Linked DNA regions of Sus scrofa: region 2 is linked to region 1. The links are chromatin contacts, called in public HiChIP or PLAC-seq maps. All regions are on one chromosome and are shown on one strand. Each heading gives the region's core, a stretch centred on a gene start, on an enhancer-like site or on the middle of the called end of the contact. The rest is flanking DNA. Distances are from core to core; before and after follow the strand shown.

Evidence for each region. HiChIP or PLAC-seq counts read pairs in DNA pulled down with a chosen protein or histone mark.
Region 2: an H3K27ac HiChIP or PLAC-seq map of alveolar macrophages shows a contact between it and region 1. The contact joins the promoter of NFIA here to the promoter of USP1 in region 1. A contact is called at or near these places in 1 of 5 promoter capture datasets (fetal liver) and 1 of 2 datasets of contacts at active chromatin or transcription factors (alveolar macrophages).

What each region holds. Positions count from the first base shown.
Region 1 is chr6:149,983,438-149,988,698 of Sscrofa11.1, forward strand. USP1 (ubiquitin carboxyl-terminal hydrolase 1) reads right to left here and starts at 2,509. Exons shown (of 9, transcript XM_021096553.1): 1 at 1,717-2,509.
Region 2 is chr6:151,226,701-151,231,961 of Sscrofa11.1, forward strand. NFIA (nuclear factor 1 A-type) reads right to left here and starts at 3,073. Exons shown (of 11, transcript XM_021097780.1): 1 at 2,653-3,073. The coding sequence starts at 2,742.

The DNA of each region.
Region 1 (5,261 bases), core at 1,259-3,758:
TATCACAAATTAACCCATTTTAGTAATAGATCTGGAATAAAGTAGTATCATTAAAGCATAAAAACTTTATTATGTATTAGTTTATTCAGAAAACAACAAGCAACTACCATCTCAAGTAGGAGGTGGGAAACAGATGAATGGGAAATTAAAGGAGTGCTTAGAAGCAGCTGAGTTCTCCTTCCAGAGCCTTTTCTACTTATATGAAATAGTCTAAAACCTTGTGTGAAAAACAAGAAACCATATGCAAGATTAGGATAACAGTGTAAAAAAATGCCATAATTTGTGTAAATCAAATTCTTAACGCTCTAGAAACCAAAATATGCTACTGATTTTCCAAACTTAAACTCCAGAATTTTTTAAAATTCTGCTTTAAGTAGGGAAAAAAGGATAGTTTGCATTATGCAAACTTTCTTCCCTGTCTTAAAATAAAACTTTCTGATTAAAAAAATGTATCTGTGGTAGTTATTTTAAACTTCAATCCTGTTTTTTTATTAGGCTATCTAGGGGGAAATTATCTGCCTGGAGTATTACCAGAAAATCACTTAAGAGTCCAAAAGCTCAGCAAGGACTTTACAAATAAATAGGCAGAGTAACAATACGAACTAAATTCCATCCTTATTTAACATTTCACTGGGCTGCCTCGGATCTAGGACCTCATAACACTGAACTCGGCAGTGAAGCCAACTTTTTGAGACACCTCAGGAATAAATGGAAAGCCGACCAATTTCCACAGACCCACTCCAACTCAATTTACTCTCCAGACTACCTAGTGCTACTGAAGAAACGCTATCACGAATGATAAACCAGCCTGCACTAAGGTGTCAGGGATCTCTTAAGCATCAATGATTCCCGCAAAAGGGTTTTCTTGGGAGCCAATCTGATTTCTCTAAAAGACAAAGTAACCCGACTTACATATAAACATAAGAAAAAAATGGCCAGGCAGCTAAAATAACTACCAATCCTAATCAATAAACCAATCCTCCAGGCTCCTTCAAGCAGTGATTTAACATGACCTAGTTAATCTAACATTTGACCAGGTGCCGTGCCTTATGCTGCACCATTTCTTGCTCCCGCCTGTCCTTATCACTGGGGTTTGCTACAACAAAAATGTTTCTCCCGTAATCTAAATCCGGTTTCGCAGAACCCACGATAAATCGAACATTGCATGTTACTGAACAAGTGACAGTGTGAACACTAAGTCCTATTCGTCTTAAGCGGCCTCCTTCACAAGGTGGTACGACTTAATTGCAACTTTCCACGAAAAACGTAACATAAGGAGAACATTCCCAACAAAGGTTTAAGACACGTGGCATTCTAAATACTTGTTAAAAAAAAAAGAAGTAAAAGTTTAAACTGCGCGGTAAAATGCAGCAATCCCGACCCAGGACAACGCGAGCGAAAACATTCCTTGGCGCTACCCCGCACTCTCTAGGAACGGAAAGGAAAGCGAAAAGACGGGATGGGGTCTGTGCCCGTGCCCGTGAGGACGCCACGGGCCCGGCGGGAGGCGTCTTGAAGCAGGACCGCAGCTCCGGGACCCTCGCCCGCGGAGCTGGCCTATTTACGCCCGGCCCGCACCTGCCTTGAGTCCCCGGCGGCGGCAGGAGGGCGCCCCGCCCGCTGCACGGAGCTCGGCGGCGGCGCTGCACCCACGAAGCCGAGGTCCTCCCCGCGGCCCCCTCGGGCGCCGGCCCCACCTCCACAGGCCCTCCTTACCTGGTCATGGCCCAAAGCGAGGTCCGCGGCGGTGACGCCGACAAGTCCAACCAGGCCGAGCGTGGGTGCCACAGGTGAGCCCCTGCCCCGAGCCCGCGGGGGCCCCCCGACCCAAGGAAAAGCTGGTCGGATCGCCCTCCCCGCGGGGGAGTGACCATTCGCTCTGAAGAGCGGGAACCCGGGCTGCCGCTCGGTCCTGCCCGGCGCCCGCACCAACTACATCCCCGGAGCGGCGCCCGCCCGCGCCCGCCCCCGCCCCGGGACGGCAAGGAGCGCCAGAAGCAGCTCCGCTCGCCCGGCGTCCTAACCGCTAGGGTCTTCCTCACTCCACCACCGACGGGAACTTGGCGCGTTTTCCTCAGTCTCAGGACCCCCGTGTTTTAGCCTCCGCCCGCGCCAGCGCTGCGATTGGAAGTGGTGTCCTGCGAAAGTGCCGGTTCTAGTCTCCACGCGGTGGAGACGCGAAAGGCCAGAGCCGCCTCGAGACCGCCACTCGCCCCTTGGCCCGCACGGGCTCCGGAACCAGCTGGAACGGTAGTTGCCTCAAGCTCGTAACGGGTTCTGCAGTTTCAAACAGCGCAGGCAGCGTCACGGGCAGCTCGCGCGGGTCCTCGCTGAGGGCGCGCGCTTAGGAGCGAGAGGCCTGGCTGGCGGGCTCCAGCCTCACACCCTTTTTTTTTTTTTTTTTTTTAACCATTCGTGCGCGAGAGTTGAGGGGAAAGCGTACGGGTCGGGAAACAGGACAGAGAGGTGGGATGGACTCCCTGCTCGGGAAGGAGCCGCCAGGTGCTCAAATCCACCAATCCGTAATGAACAATCCCCCGTGCCGCCTAAGAGGAGCCAATCAAAAGTACCTAGACAAAAGCGAACTGGGTGGGCGGGGAAAGGCAGTCCACCCAATACAAAAAAAAGACAGGAGGGCTTCAGCCAATCATTGTTGGCCATAGAGAGTGTTCTTCAGACGCCGTTCTCCTCCCGCTCTCATTGGCGCTCGAGTGCGCGCTTTCGCTGCCGACTGTTAAATCTTGGTCTGCGTTTTGTGAATCCCAGAAGGTGGGACGCCAGCGAGGGTGCGGTTTCCGGAGAGGGGCCCTCACAATAAGTCCCGCCTCCGTTTCATGCGTACACACTCGGGCGGGGTTACTCGGGAGATTAGTTTCGGAAAATGGCTGACCGCCTCGCTTGCTGCTGTGCGCCCGAATCGCAGCCCCAGCCCCCGGGCCATCCAGTAAAATAATTGCCGCCATGAAAAATAGTAAATTCTCAACCGAACGGTGCAGAGCCGAGGCTCCTTCCTCAGCCCTTCCACGCGTTATTTTCTCCTCTTTACCCTTTCCCCTCCCCACCGACGTCTCTTGTTGTCTCCGGACGACGAGGAGACTAAAGAGCATTCTTAACGCCCGGCTCTGGCTGGGGGAGCTTCGAGGGGTTCTTGCGCGAGGCCTTACTAATGGGCTCAAAACACGGCAAGGCAGGCCTTTCCATAGCTTCTGCTTCCGTCCCTGTTTGTATGCCTACCTCGGAGGCGAGGTGATCTCACAAAGCAAGTGGAAAACAGGATAAGTTCAGTGCAAATTCATTTAACTAAGCCTGTTTTTAGGTGCTTGATGTGCCAGGCACTTTTCCAGGCGCCAGGGATACGGCGCGAATGAACATTAACTGCTCCAAAGGGGCTTTCCCTTCTAGGCAGGGTAAATGCAAAGCTAAAATGAGATAAAATAATATGAGTGATAGGAGAGGAAATAAGGAGGGTGCTGTTCTAGGTACCACAGTCAGACATTTGAGTAGAAAACTAAATGAAGACACAGCCAGCCTTGGCCGAATCTGAGGGAGGAATGGTCCCAGCAAGGAGAAAGGTAAGTTATAAAAGTCTTCAGGCACTTGGCGTTCTGGAAAGAAGGCAGGGAGGCCAAGGAGCTTAGAGCGCAGTGAACTTAAGTGCGGAAGATTGTGGGACGTGAGATCGGCGACACTGGGCAGGGCTCTGGTTAGGTAAGGAGACGGGAATCACTTGACGGTTTGAAGCTGGGGAGTGGCGTGATCGGTTAAGTGACTGCTCGTGGTGGACAGACTGCTGACCTTCAAAACTGCAAGCTGGAAGGTCACCTAGGAGGCTATTTCTGCTGCCCAGGGAAAAAATTATGGGGGCTTGGGATAAGGTAGTAGCAGTGGAAATGTTGAGAACTGATAGAAGCCAATAGGATCTGCTGATGGATAAGAAAAAGACAAAAAAAGAAAAAGGAATTTTTTTTTTTTTTAAACCAAAGCAACTGAATAGAGGTTGGTCCTTGCTAAAATGGAGAATATTGAAGTAATAGTGGGTTTAGTGGGAGGGGGCACTGTTCTTAGTAACACTGAGATGCCTGTTTCGCATGGAAGTAGAGATATTGAGCCAACAGAGTAGGAGCTCGGTAGAGAATTCCTATCAGAAGATATAAAATTGGGAGTCCCCAAATGGTATTTAAATCCACAAGATTTTAAGAAATCACCTAGAATGATTTTTATTCTAAAAAAGTCTGCAGGGCATTGATGACCTCTACTCTTGCCAAGCAGGAATTCTAAACACAGAAAACTTCCCCTTAATCTACCCATTTTAGACCAATATCCATCCCAAATACTCATTTTAAGAGAGACTTACAAGCTCCTGATGACAGGAAATTTAAAAATCAAAATGGAGGAACTGTGGTCCAAGCAACCAAATGGAGCCAGGTGGCCATTGTGGATATGGTTTGTTCCTGCATCATTGAGAAGCTGAATTTTCTGAACTGTATCAAACTCAAGGACAACAAGCCATTTTCAAAACAATATCTGCCAGCAGCTGCCAGTTGCTACCTTAAGGTCGCAAGGCCTCCCCTTGTAATTTTGGAACCTTTTCAGACCGCAGTGAATCCTTGCTTAATAAGCAGCCTTCTTACCAGCACCAATTTTTTTTTTTTTAGGGCGCACCCATGGTATATGAAGTTCCCAGGCTAGGGGTCTAATTGGAGCTGTAGCCACCAGCCTACACCACAGCAACAGCAATGCCAGATCCAAGCCCAAAGCCTGTGACCTACACTAAGGCTCATGCCAACACTGGATCCTTAACCCATTGATCGAGGCCAGGATTCAAACCCTCATCCTCATGGAACTAGTTGGGTTCATTACCGCTGAGCCACAATGGGAACTTCCAATAGTAATTCTTGACACACAGTTTATATAACTTTGCAGTTTTTGTCTATATAAGCCATTTTGTAATCCAGCAGAACACAATTCAAGTGGTTCTTGAATCTGTGTCTCCTGGGCTATAGTCCTCAGATTGGCTCAAATAAAACTCTCTTCTATTCTTTATTGTAGATGTTTATGGATTATTTGCATCAATACTCTTATCACTGATTTTATAAAAAGAGCACTATGACAGACACAGTGATCTCTAAACTGCCTAAAGAGAAAATAATGCTATTATTATTTGGTAAAAGAGGTTCACAACCAGGTTTTGGGGGAGGGGTTATTCTTGTTTTTATTGTTACCATACTTGCAAGGGATTGATAATTCCTATTTGAGAGGAA
Region 2 (5,261 bases), core at 1,823-4,322, 1.2 Mb after region 1:
AATGGAGGAAAGCAATTTAATGCTGATATTTCTACTTTTAAAACTTCCTTTGTTGCAGCAGTGGGTATGCCCGCGACTTCCAGCTTTCTGCGGTTAGCAGTATTATCTTAAGTAACTTTTGGCGCCCTACGTAAGACTTTTGGATATGGGACGATTGTTTGCGCCCTCTAGGCAAGGGCTGGATCCAAGTTCAGCACCAAAGCCCTTCACATCCGCTCCTGCTTTCTCTCCTATCTCCGCCAGCTCCCGCTCCCTCCCCCGCGGGAGGGGAGGGGGAGGAGGCGGGGGAAACACTACAAAGCACAGTTCCAACTACAGCCTTTGGAAACAGGACTGAGAAAAATACAGTAGAAGAGTTACAGTTACAGAGAGGCTTCTGGTAACTTTCTCTCCAACAGGCATAAATTTAAACACACGCACAAAGAAACAGATGTTCCTCAAAGGGCAGTCTGGGGGTAAAAAGCATTTCCAACTCTCTCCCCAAGTTGCAAAAGTAAATCCAAGATACTAGGATACTTGAAAGAAAGCAGGGAAGGAGGGCGAAGGATAGGAGAAAGAAGAATGTAGGAAACACAGGTGAAGTACAAAAACTACTGTACTGCAATCACATAAATGACCCATTGTTAGGAAGGATAAGCCCCTTATTGGAAATAACTGCTCCAATCATTTATTTTGCAAGTGCTAGGAGGCTGCCTTGAAATGGGATTGTCTCTGTGCAAAGGAGGCTCCTGTCATGCTCTCTGCTATCCATATTCTTCCTGGCACAGAGCCCAGCCTTGCATTTGCTGTGTTTTATTTGCAGAAATGTTACCTTGCCAGTTTTAGTGAAATCCTCTTAGATATATAAATTACGTCAATAAGATTTCACTTATATGTACATCTCAAATACCTCTAATTTTGGAGGTTACTTAATAGGAAGATCTTATTAATATGATTTACATGTTAATGCCCAAAGCAGTGAAGATAAGATTGGGGCTCATGGGTGACAACACCATTTACTAGTTCTTACCAAGACTAACTTTATTACTAGCATTTCCAACATTTTTCTTTTCTCGTTTTTTTGATGTGCAGTCACTTGTGTGCAGATTTTTCTTATATGCATATATGCTTAAATTGAATCATGGACCTGAACTGAGCATCCAAGCAGATTCTTACATCAAACTTCCAGGCCAGATTTGATTAGAAGGCCTAAAGCCTTGGGAAACAGCTCTAAGGGAATTGGATCCAAAGATGGGAAAGAGCCTATATTATTTTCCATTCACTTCTCAACAGAATTAGTTGTCTACACTGCTCAGAGGGAAGGAAGAAATGGATATATTTTAGTCACAGTCTGCCAGTTACTGTCTCCAAGACAAGCTACTGCAGTTGGTTTCCACTGGATTGGTGTCAAAGACTTGTCCAAGAGGCCAGACTCCAGCTAAGAGTTAGCAAGTCAGCAATCTTCCACACACACCCTCCACAGGGGTTGTTGTGGTAACAAGAAGAAATGTGAACTTGGCCAGTCTCAATATCCAGGTCCCTACTGACCATATGTCTAAGCAGCAAAATTCAAGGAAAATCAAGAAAAACATCCTCTTTCTCCCCCTTTTCCTTTCAAATGTACAAAACAGCTGTCAGTACACCTGTGAAACATTCTCTCTCCCTTAAAACTGTTGTTTAGAGTTCAAGAAGAGAGGCTTGTCTATTCCTTCAAAGTACCTGAAAAGCCAAAGCTTTTAAGATAATCAGAGTAAGAAGTTTTGCAATGCTAAGTATGCAATATATCACTTCCGAAAGCTCACTACGGTCCCATAGTTTTTAAGCCACATACTTTTAAAAGCTGAATCTCACCTTCCACAACCCTTAACAACATTCCTGAACTTACAAATAATAATTCATGCAAAGTTAAACATTTCTGTAGAAGAATTTAAAAAAAATAAAAAACTTTTCCCAAAAGGCAATGGAAGAAGGCATACGATTTACGCAAACAAAACAAAACTACACCAATTAGGTTTTCTTTTCTGAAACTCGAAAACTCTTTCCTATTATGCTTGCTAAATCCGGAAGAGCCTGTAGCTTTGACAGCTTGAACCACACCATCCCCTTCAGAGCCGCAGAGAACTTCAGATCTTGTCTGCCCCGCCCCCTCTGGCTACTGCGAGCCAGTGTACACCCAAGCTTCCTCATGATTGGATAAAGCTCTAGTCAATCTCCCAGGTTGTCCCATTGATTAGAGGATCGAATCGTCAATTACTCTCCGGTCCAGACATTTCTTTTCGGGTTAGGTTGACTGCTGAGGCCAGACGTCTTTTTACAGAACCGAGCACGTACAGGATTCCCCCCCCTCCCCTTTCTGGAACCGAGCAAGCACTTGGAGGAGAAAAAAAAATCTGTCAAGCTCAGCAATTTTTTTCAAATCTCAGGAAGAAAAAAAAAAGGAAACCCAGTCCCTAATGCACATAGCAAAATAAATAAATAAAAGCCATCCACAAAGCTACATCTTTAAAACAAAACCATCACAATAGACATTTACCCAGCAATCACGTCAGTGCATATGCAAGCTAGAGAAAATTTTAAGTCTTAGCCATTAACAAAACCATTCTACCATTATTGTTGTTTATAAAACGCATATCGTATAAACGCAAAATAGAAAGTTTAAGATGTACCACGTACCATTGCAATGTAAAAAGAGTACGTGAGAAACTTTAAAATGTTCAGACGAATTGCTTCATTTGTTGTCCCCCTTTTTTTTTTTTTTTGCATTAAAAAGATATCTTAATAAACTTGGAACCGTTGAAAACCCGGAAGAGATTTTTTTTTAAGCTGTTGGCCAATTGCAGGCTTCTTGGAGATTTTTTTTTTTTTTTTCTCCAAATCAGGAGGCTTCTGCAATTGCAATGCGCGCTCTCTGCCTCTCTCACTGTCTCTCCTCTTTTGAAAGCGATCCAACCCGGGCTGGCTGGTTCTCAGATTCTCTCTGGTTTTGCCTTGTGTGCTTTGGATTCTACGAGACTTTGCCGAAGTTGCAATCGGTTCGCAGTCCCTCTCTCCTCTCACTACCCGCTTGTTTATTTCCGCAATCGCTGCAATTTGCATAGTAACCACGCACGGGGCGCCGGGGCTGCCTGCAGAGGGGGCCCGGAGGGGGCAGGGAAAGGCCTTGCCCCCGCTCCCTCCCCCCGTCTCTCTCCCCGCCAGTCTCCTCCTCCCCCACGGCGTGTGGCCAATAGGAGCCCCGACATTCAGCGCAAGCTCGGGTCGGGACACCGTTTGGAAGAAAAGCCCCTGTGTTACTAGGCCCCGCTCACAGGACCGTGTTTTTGGCGCAGTAGGAGTTCCCCTGCTTGCGGACCTCGCAGCCGGTACTAGGGAGATGTGAGGCTATGATACCTTTGCCTGCGGTTGTGCGGGTTTTGCACGTTTTAATCAAGTCTGCACACCTGCTTTCTCGGTTTCTTTTTCCATAGCCTCTGGTGAGTTATTAGGTTAGTTCATGATGGTTAGTGAGAGATTTAACCTTTATTTGCACTGGTGTAGACCAAGAGTTAAAGATCCTCTTTGGATCATTAAATCAAGAGAGTGCAAAATGTCACCGAGAACTTGCAGTGAAATAAAGCTTCTACTCTAGCTTCAGAAAGGAAAAAGCATTGCCACTACTCTCTGCAGATGGCTGAACATAAAAATGGTTAGGTGGGCTCCCTCAAGAATAAAGCTGTTCCTTTAAAGCAGGAGATGCAGTGAAATTCGAATGTAATTGCAAGCGTTTAATTGGTCAATATCCTTACAAAACCTGGGTTCCACAAAATTTAATGCACTTCTCCACCTCCCATCCCCCCCAAAGGAGACCTGTTTCAACATTTAAAGGAGGTAGGGGGTTAAAACCCAGTTGCTGAAACATCAAATCCTTCATTTCACTGATTCGTCTTATATGATTAATCCAGACTCTTTAAGATCAGGTGATCAGGATATTTCAGTGTCAACCTTTTATGTGTTTGTTTTATGCAACAGACTAGGCATTGGTGCAGTGGTGGTGCAAGGGAAGTATCCCTTTAAATGGAAAGCATCACAACCAGGTATTGCCTTTTTTTTTTTTTTAATGTGTTTGCTTTGCATCAGTTAAGTAGCTTAGGACATTTTGCTGAATAACTGAGTGACTGGAAAATGTGTGCTTAAGCTCACTTGATAAAAATTATCCAGTAAGAAGTCAAGAGGAATAGGAAGCAACTTGGCGGTTGCCTGATTTTCTTAACTGTCCTTGGTGAAGTTACCTAATTAATTGATAACAGAACCTCGAGCAGTTAAATCAGAAGTTAGAGAATCCTCCTATTCTATTTTGAACCACATTTTTGGCTTTAGGCTTGCACTTTACAACCAGGTAACTGATGCAGCATTACTAGGAGGTACTATATTGTGACTGCCCTTGGTGTTAGGCAACATTTGCTGTTCTGGTCTGCCTCCGATAGATTCGGATATTGTCTGGCTCTAGAAACTCTGTGGCATTTTAATCCTGGCCTCCTCCACTGAACATACATTTCCACTTGGCATGGTATGATACTTTTGCCCTAGAAATACACTTGATGAAATGTAGTGGCTTAAGGAAAAAGGAAAAATAAATTTTTTAAGTAACCAAAAAAGTTCTAGGCCTAGTTCAGCTGGAGCTCGGCCGGCTGTGTGATCTTGAGATGGTTGCATAACACCTGTAACATAGGATATCTACCTAATGTGAGAATGGAGGTCTGTTTTGTCAAGAGCTAAGAGCCTTTGAAATGCACAAGAGGTATCAGCTTGTATTGCATTGCTCTGTAAATGCTATAGTCTGAGTAATCCCTAATGCGAAGCAAGCCAGGCCTTGTCAATTGGTGGTAACAGTGAGTTTTGTCTGCAATGTCTATAATTCATTAACTTAATCTAATATGGTAGTTTAGCACCATTTCCAAAGAGACCTTTCACATCTCCATCTAGTCAACAACAACATGGCTTTGGAATCCCATTTAGGTGTTAATGTTGGTCCTACAATGTGACTCCAACAGATGAATTAAACTCTGTTACTTTAGATTCCTCATCTGAAAAACGGGACATATCCAGAGAACATATATTTATTACATAGTACATTATGCATGGTCAATACACAGCTACAATAATAATACCATTTCTGTTTAATATGTACCATGTTCTAGGTACACTGAATGTGCCAAGAGCTGGGATATACAGAATAAGATACTATCCCTGCCTCCAAGAAGCTTTCAGTTCAATGACAGAGACCAGACACGAAGGTAAATAAG